Regions from separate parts of the Sus scrofa genome. Here regions 1 and 2 are each linked to region 3. Evidence: chromatin contacts called from public HiChIP or PLAC-seq data. All regions are on one chromosome and are shown on one strand. The core of a region is the stretch at or near the end of the contact, and the rest is flanking DNA. Distances in the headings are between cores, read along the strand shown.

Region 1 (2,700 bases), core at 22-2,521, 150 kb after region 3:
GTATTTTCAGCTTTAAATTTTAAATTAACTAAAGTTAAATTTGAAAACTCATTTCCTCCCTTGCACTAGACACATTTCAAGAACTCAGTAGCCACATATGGCTAGTGGTTGCCTGTTATTGGACAGCACAGCAAAGAATGTCCCCAGGAAAGGGGGTAGCAAACTCAAGGCTCCTGCAGCAGGAACTCATTTACTGTGTTCTGTGCACAGAAGGCAGGCCGGTGGGGAGGTGTGGTAAAGACAGGTGGGAGAACTGGGCCGGCCAGAGAACTTCAGAGACCAAAGTAAAGTTTATGTTTCATTCTAAGCGCAAAGAGTAACCGCGGGGCAAGGCGGGGTGGGGGTAGCTTTAAGCCATCATAGATCTTCCAAGAGGTCCCTTTTGCGCACTGGAAGATGGACTGTAAGGAGGAAAGAGAACAGACAGTGGCCTCCCACTGCTACCCAGGGTAGCTGCGCTAGTGAAGAAGTGGATAGCCTCCTGATCTGTTGTGAAGGTAGAACTAACAGGGATTCGGATACACCAAAAGGGGAAGAAAAAGAGACGGTAGTTTAAAACCGTGGAGCTGAGTGGGATCCCCTACTGAGAGAAGAGGGCCAAATCGAAGCCAGTTAAATTTTGATGAGGATAGAGGCAGGTGGGGCAAGGAATTCCCAGGCAGAGGTGAGGAAGAGTGGGGACGGGCGGAGGTGGACGGCTTGGGCAGCCCCGGCGTTTCCCCACAGAAAAAGGCTTCGATGAAGAAGGTGGCACAGCCCCGGCCCCCGCGGCCTGCCCCCTGCGTGGCCAACCGCGACAGCTGCAAGCCTCCGGCGCTCGCCTGCTGCGACCCGTGCGCCTTCTGCCAGTGCCGCTTCTTCCGCAGTGCCTGCTCCTGCCGCGTGCTCAACCCCACCTGCTGAGCGCGCCTGCCTCCCGGTGGCTGGCGCGGCAGGGCCAGGTTCCCCAGACCTGGGGGACCCTCTGGGGCGCTTGATCTCCAGTAGGTGTGGCTTCCTAGGAACGGGTGCGGGTGTGGCTACTGACGTTGGGGCGGAGCTTTCAGGAGGAGGGGCTTCAAGGAGACTGGGCGTGGGCTCTGCTAAATTCCAAATACACGCAGGCTGCTCGAAGGTGTGTGGCTGTTTCTTTAAAGAATCCGAAAGCTCCTTTTCCCTTCGCGGGGTCTCCTTCACCGCCGAAGTCCCGCCGGCTGCGCGCTTGCTCTTTCCCAGGCCAGTGGAAACCCAGTTACCGGCCCTGAGACTGCTCTCCTGGTAAGCGCTTTTCCGGGTCTGGCCGCGGGAGACGTGCTGCCCCCTATTTTTAAGCCTGGGAACACCCGAAGCTGCTTTCAAAACGAGGAAGGCAGAAAAAAGCCTTTAAGGAACTGCCATTCAGCCTTTCACCCTTTCCCCCTTCTAAGGAGCTCCTCCTATCGCCGAAAAAACAAGAATGGCTACAACTCCATACAGAGTGTCACTGGGCTGTCTGTCCTAAGAGGTCTGCGGATACAACCGGGGTAGCTGGTCGTGACTGGGCATTACCATAGGTCCCTAAAGCCAGAAGGCTTTGGCCTGAGGATCCTAGAACCTTAAGAGACTTCCCAAAAAAGGTTACACTAAGAAACAAGTAAAGGGGGTCGATACTACTTTACTACAAGTAAAGGGGGTCTACTGGAAGCTCTGAGGACCTCAAAGAATCAAGGAAAATCCATACAACAGGCCTCAGAAAGGATAGGACCCTGAAGGACATGGAAAGAGCCAGGACAAAGAAACAAATGAGCAGTGTTTTCAGGGCAAGACTATGGAATAAGTCACCTCTAACCACTTCAGTTCTTGCATGGACCAGTCATAATTCAAATTCCCAAGAGAGAAAACCTGATTGAGTTTCTCCCACTCCCAAGCTGAACATTGACCATAGGTCCCCAGGCATTTTTAATTCTGACAGCCTAGAGTTTGGGCTCTCACAAGTAGGCAACAGGTGTTCAGGAATCCTTCCTCACTACCTACCCTAGCCATTTCAGTTCTTACATAGACACATTCATAATTCAGATTCCCAAGAGAGATAATTTGACCTGAAGTGGTGCCCAGGAAAGGGTGACTCATTTTGATAGACAGTCTCACAAAGTCTATTCATAATGTGGGAGGGATAATTCGCCAATAAAAAAATAAATAAAAAATTAGTTGCTAGAGGGTAAAATCCCCAACTGGCCACCATGAGAAGCTGAACTCTGGATTTAGTCTGCAGACACCTTCAGCACCAGAAATTCTACATCATAATCTGAAGCAATGGTTTTAATTTTTTTTTAGGAGAGGTACTCTTTCCTCAGTTGAATTCTTAAGGGGGAAACTTCATTATATAATACACATTAAAACAGTTTTAAGGAGTTCCTTTGTGGTGCAGTGGGTTAAGGATCCAGTGTTGTCACTGCAGTGGGCTGGGTTGCTGCTTTGGCATGGGTTTGATCCCAGGCCTGGAAACTTCCACATGCTGTGGGCACAGCCAAAACAAAAAACAAAGAAACAGCTTTAAGTTACTATAATGTTATAAGGATGCACACAAAAAATTGAAATTGGAGATTAGAGATTAATAGTTGCCCTCTCATCAGCTTCAACAACCAGTTTGTTTCCATCTTTTGTTTTCATTGCACAGTACCCCAAAAGGTCCAATTCACACAGAGTTGTTTCAAAAAAGTTTCAGCAGCTCATCCTGTGACC
Region 2 (2,700 bases), core at 178-2,677, 170 kb after region 3:
CAACCCAAAGCCCTCAACCCTAACTCACCCATCTCTCCACAGTATGACAAGCCCTTTTTCCAACTCTCCCACTGACATGACCTTGATTTAACCTTTCTAGGCTTCCACTTCATTCACACCACAGGGACAAGAGTCTGCTCTGGGCTGCAACTTGATAAACAACTATTGGTAAGTTACTATTTCCACAGAATCTTTCCAAGTCATTTCCTATTACACCTTCAGCTTCTTCCTCTGTATAATGGGATAAAGTCCACCTCTAAAGGTCATTCTGTAAACAAATGCAAACCCCCAGATACACAGCTCCATAAATATTGATGCCTTTCTCTGGGTAGAATGGTGTCTTGAATTTACTTTAAAAACTGATAGTCTGCCTGAACAGTTTTTTCCTGAAAGGTCAGTGGGGCTGTTTCAGATGTGTTCACTTATATACTGTGGTGAAAAGGTGAGCAGGATCTGGATTTATATCCTGCTCCACCACCTCCCAGCTATAAGATCATGGACAAGTTAACCTTTTTTCCTGTATCTCAGTATACTCATTGTAAAATGATAAAGTAACAGCCCCTATCCTAAAAAACCGTGAGAAGAAAATGAATTAATCTAGAATAAAGGTAGAAGGCAGTGCCCATTCCACAGTAAAAGCCCAGTAAACATTAACTATCAATGCACAGCTTCAATCCCTAGGAGAGCAGTAAGGATTTTTCTAGCCACTCCAAAATTTCTTCGAGATTCTCTGTACGATTGTCCCTGTTGGCCAGGTGGGTGACCCCAGAGGTTGAGTAACAAGCCCAAAGTCCCTTGTAAGTGGACTAGTGCTTGTGTCGGCTCAGTCTCCAGGCCTCTCCTCACGTGCCCTTCGGGGTCTTAATGACCTCGTCTTCCCTGTAGGTGGCCCAGAGAGGGATAAGCACTTGCCCAGGACCACCCAGGGGGCCAAAGAGCTGGTCCAGACCCAGGAGGCAGGATCCAGGCTCCCCGGTGTTGGCCCCAGCAGGTGCCATTGGTCCCAGGCCTCGGTTAGGTGTGCGCTCCCCGCCCGCCCCAGCCGGCTCCGTGTGGAACACGCCGCGAGTTCACCACTCCGCAGCCCGCGCCGCTGCACCCGGCCTCGCGGGGCACGCCGGGACTCGTAGTGCGCGGCCGCCTCCGAAGACCTGCTCATGGCGGCGGAAGAACTCCAGCCCCCAGAAGGCCTCGCGCGGCCAAAGACCGCGCCAAGCCAGCGATTCAAGGGGCTCCTCCTGAGCGCCCCGATTCGGCCCTGTGGCTGCCGTCCCAGCAGGCCCCTACCCTGCATGTCCAGGGACTCACCGACTTTGTAAGGCAGCTTCTCCGACATGCTGGCGGCGCTTCCACACGTAGTGATGGACACGAGCGAAGGGGGCCGGCCTTGGGCTGGGGACAAACGCAGGGCGGGCGGCGCCGGGCAGGGATCTGCGAGTGGCACCGGCGCCTTTAAATATCTTACCGTAGCTTGCATATTCATGAGTCCCGCTGGTGCTGAGCGGTCGGGGCGGGGCCCAACGCAGGGGGGCGGGGCCCAACGGAGGGGGGCGGGACCAGAACGGACTTTGGTTGGGGTTCAGACCAGTTTTTAGCTTACGGGGACCTTCCACCTCCCGAGCAGCGTAGCGAAAGGAGTTCCAGGAGAGGCCTGATATCAAACCTGAGGCCATCTTTAACTTCATTCATTCAATCAGTGAATCCGACGCCAAAACCGAGTGAAATTGAAATTCCAACCAGTTCACTTCCCAGAACCTCAATTTCCTCTTCTATAAATTGGGCAGAATGATACCTACCATACAAATAGGTAAAGTTGCAATATGTCAACACCTAGCACATGGGAGACCTTCCACCCTCCTCCCACCATGCTGAGTTTAGGTAGATTTGTATGCATTTTTAATACTTTTACTACATATGCATAAATCATTAAATGCTTCATAGAAGTCACTCTGTGTTTAAAACCTTTATTTAAATAGTGCCATACTGTACTTACTCTTCTGCAACTTGCTTTTTTTCTGTTAATATTTGTAAGGGTCATGCATAGAGTTTTGCTGCTGTATAGTATTTTATTGTATACATCGTGTGATTAATTTACCTGTTCTATATTCAGATTTTATACAGTCTGCCATTATTGTGTATATGAAAAAATGAACATTGCCTCTTAGCCCATGAGTAGGTGTCCTGGAACCATAAGTGTACTCAGGGGTGGAGTTTTTGAGATAAAGGCACATTTTTAACTTTCCTAGATATTACCAAATTGTTTTCCAAGGTAGCTCATCCTATCACCAGCAGTGTCTGAGAGGGCTTGTTGATCCACATCCCTGTCATCACTTGTCAGTCTGACAGAATTGTTTTTTTCTTTTTTGCTTTTTAGGGCTGCACCTGTGGCATATGGAAGTTCCCAGGCTAGAGATCAAATCGGAGCTGTAGCTGCCAGCCACAGCCACAGGAATGCCAGATCCTTAACCCACTAAACCATGCATTGCTTAGTTTTGACTGTTTCACCTTTGTGTAAATGAAATCATAGGATACATATTCTTCTGCAACTTACTTTTCTCTTTCAGTTCTATTTTTTTTTTTTTTTTTTTTTTTTTTTGGCAGTGCCTTTGGCATGTGGAAGTTCCCAAGGAGGGATCTAACCTGAGCCACAGCAGCAACCCAAGCTGGTGCAGTGACAACACCAGATCCTTAACCTGCTGC
Region 3 (2,734 bases), core at 98-2,597:
CTTAAAGGGCTGTCATGAGAATCAAATGAGATTGGAATTTCCCCCCACCTCCGAACAAGATCCAAATTCCTTAATTTGGTCTTCAAATCTCTCTATGAACTAGCCAGTATCTATATTTCAACGGATTAACTCTAACCCAATTGGAGAATACACTATATTTTGTAAGCACACTTACTTGCCCTAACCACTCCCTTGCCCTGGCTTCAGGCCTTCCCACTACTTGAGGAAATTTAAAGCATTTCCAAGGCCCACCTTAAAGCCAAAACTCAAAAAAGCCTCGAATTTTTCTTTTTCCTTCTCTACAACGCCTTAGAGGCCAAGCACTCGGAATGTTTACAGTGAATTATAAACTCAAGAGATTTTTTTTTTTTTTTGGTGGAGAAAGCTGGCCGGTAAGCGGTAGCTCTTCCCTCAGTGTTAATAACTACGGATAGCACTTAAAGTCAAATTTCACTTTAAGTCTGGTTTTATATAAACCGAGATAAATCTAGCCAAAAGGGATTTGAGGAAATGTGCTGAGTTACAAGGACGATAGTAGAAAAAGATCCAGGCAGCTTCGGAGCCCGAACTTCCCGCTGACGTCGCAGTGAGCTCTGCTGAGAAAGGCTCAGGGACTCAGGCCCTAAAACTTTCCGAGGTTAATCACTTTTTCAGGCTGAAAGATCTTTTCCTATCTCCCTCGCTTCCCGGTCTTTAAAAAGAAAAGTTATTAATAACGCTCTAGATGAGAAAAGGAGTGGATGAGGGGTAGGACAAGCCAGGCTGCAAAGTTTTAAACGAAGACGCTCCGAGACGTTCCTCTCGGCACCACCAGCGCCCAGCGAGGGAGAGCTGGAGCTGAAGCGTCAAACCGAAAGAAATGCTGGGGCTGCCAGTCCCAGTCTCGTTCAGCTGGGGCATTAACCCAACATTCAAGCCCTCTTCTGGAGAGCGACTCAACGTGCTCTCCAATCCGGAAACGCCGGCCTCAGCGCCGCCGCCCTGACGAGAGCGGGGCTAAGCCAAGCCGCGGCTCCGGGGCTCTAACCGGCTCTACCGCTCAGGGTCGCCTAGGCCCGGCAGCCCCACATGGCGGCGGCCGGTCGCTAGGCCGCAGGCCCGGTCTCCCACACTGGGGTGAGTTTGGCTCCCTGCCTCGGTCCTTAGCCCTAGCGCCAGCCTCAGGCCCTCACCTCGTCCCCGGACATGGCTGCGGCTCGAGTGGGCTCAACACAGACGGAAAGTCGGACGGGTCAGCCTCAGACCCCGGCTTCAGAGCTGCTCCTGCCGATACCTCTCTCACCACCGCACTAGGATCTTGCATCAGCGAAAGGGAACGACACCCCGCCCTCTCCTCGCAAGCGTTAGAAATGCGCCTGCGCAGAGCCCGCCAACGCGCAGGCGCGCGGAGAAGCCGACCTAATTCGCTCCGACTGGCGCGAGTTACCAGGCGACGTTCCAGCGCCAGGCAAGCCGGGACTTGTAGTCCGCCCGGGAGAGGAGGGCGCCTGCGCGGCGGCCGCCCAGCGACCCGTGCGCGTGCGCGACGTCTGAGGCAGCGGGGCAGGAAGGTTCCATTTCCCCGGTAGTGACTTTTACTTCAGTTTTTCCAGGCGTACGGAACTGTGCAGTTCTGCCTTGCTTGTGGAGTGAATTCGGGGCAGTTCCTCCTGGGTCAGGGTGGTGGGTAAGGCACTCAGTAATATGAATTTGTTGGGGCTTTAGTTTTCTCTGATAGCTCCATCATGCCCCCTCTGGAGTGTTCTAGTCTTTGAGAAACTCTAAGTTGGGGCTAAAGGTGCGCACCTCTCTAAGGGGTTGTACTTCATGAGAAATCTAACCCAACAGGCTGGATTTCAGCTTGGGAGGTCGGAAACCAAAAGCCTTCTCCCTGTAGACGGGAGAGGAGAAACGGCTTGGCAAGAGGCATATGTCAGGAAACATCAAAATCCTTGTTTGTGAAGTCTCTGCTTGAACCCTGTGGATGCAGTTCCCCTTGACACATAATAATAGCAGTTACCCTTCAGCAGGCTCTCACTGTTGTCAGTGCCCTACAGCCAAAGACCACGGAGAACACCCCTGAATTTGAACAAAGCTGGGCCTTTTGTCTTCTTGCAAGGAGGGGAGGCACACCATGAGGCACAGAGGGGCATCTCAGGAAGAGGGTGCTAGAAAGAATTCATAGGAGTTCTTTTGGAGGGGCTTTTGTAGGTAATTTGGGGGAGGGTACAAGGAAGCAGCCCTTCTCTCTGGATTGGATGCTATTAGGAGATGGTGGTATTTCTATGACGGGGTATTTTTTTTCTATTTATGGCCACCCTTGTGGCATATGGAAGTTCCCAGGCTAGGGGTTTAATCAGAGCTGCAGCTGCCGGCCTACACCACAGCCACAGCAACGCAGGATCCGAACCAAGTTTGTGACCTACACCCCACCTTACAGCAACACCAGATCTTTAACTCACGAGCGAGTCAGGGATTAACCCGCATCCTCATGGATGCTAGTTGGGTTCGTTAACCACTGAGCCATGACGTGAACTCCAAGGATGGGGTGTTTTAATAGTTCTTATCTAAAAGTGGAGAAGAACCAAGAGTGGCTAAAGCTATGATTGGTTTAAAAGGAGCAGCCCCTCTTATGGTTGGGACAATGTTATTTTTTGTTTGTGTTCAGACATGCTTATAGAGTGGTGTTGGTTTTGTCTTGATCCATCATGGTCACAGAGTGGTTTTGTCTGATATTGGTGTCTTGTGAAATTAT

What was found. HiChIP or PLAC-seq counts read pairs in DNA pulled down with a chosen protein or histone mark.
Region 1: a contact with region 3 is called in an H3K27ac HiChIP or PLAC-seq map of alveolar macrophages. The contact joins the enhancer-like site here to the promoter of EIF2S2 in region 3. A contact is called at or near these places in 5 of 47 Hi-C or Micro-C datasets (blood, embryonic fibroblasts, fetal liver and 2 more) and 1 of 2 datasets of contacts at active chromatin or transcription factors (alveolar macrophages).
Region 2: a contact with region 3 is called in an H3K27ac HiChIP or PLAC-seq map of alveolar macrophages. The contact joins the promoter of AHCY here to the promoter of EIF2S2 in region 3. A contact is called at or near these places in 5 of 47 Hi-C or Micro-C datasets (embryonic fibroblasts, epiblast stem cells, heart right ventricle and 2 more) and 1 of 2 datasets of contacts at active chromatin or transcription factors (alveolar macrophages).

What each region holds. Positions count from the first base shown.
Region 1 is chr17:37,717,675-37,720,374 of Sscrofa11.1, forward strand. ASIP (agouti signaling protein) reads left to right here. Exons shown (of 5, transcript NM_001011647.1): 5 at 727-1,113. The coding sequence ends at 903. Among named protein-coding and RNA genes, the nearest start is that of AHCY, 25 kb to the right of the region's middle. Within about 2 kb of position 1,272, at least 53 of the 83 cell types and tissues checked have an H3K27ac peak or open chromatin away from gene starts, as enhancers often do. A contact at or near this core is called in alveolar macrophages, embryonic fibroblasts, fetal liver and 1 more, where this site is marked.
Region 2 is chr17:37,742,951-37,745,650 of Sscrofa11.1, forward strand. It overlaps AHCY (adenosylhomocysteinase), which reads right to left and starts at 1,428. Exons shown (of 10, transcript NM_001011727.1): 1 at 1,309-1,428. The coding sequence starts at 1,336.
Region 3 is chr17:37,568,922-37,571,655 of Sscrofa11.1, forward strand. It overlaps EIF2S2 (eukaryotic translation initiation factor 2 subunit 2), which reads right to left and starts at 1,348. Exons shown (of 9, transcript XM_001929150.6): 1 at 1,173-1,348. The coding sequence starts at 1,187. It also overlaps a transcript of ASIP not described here.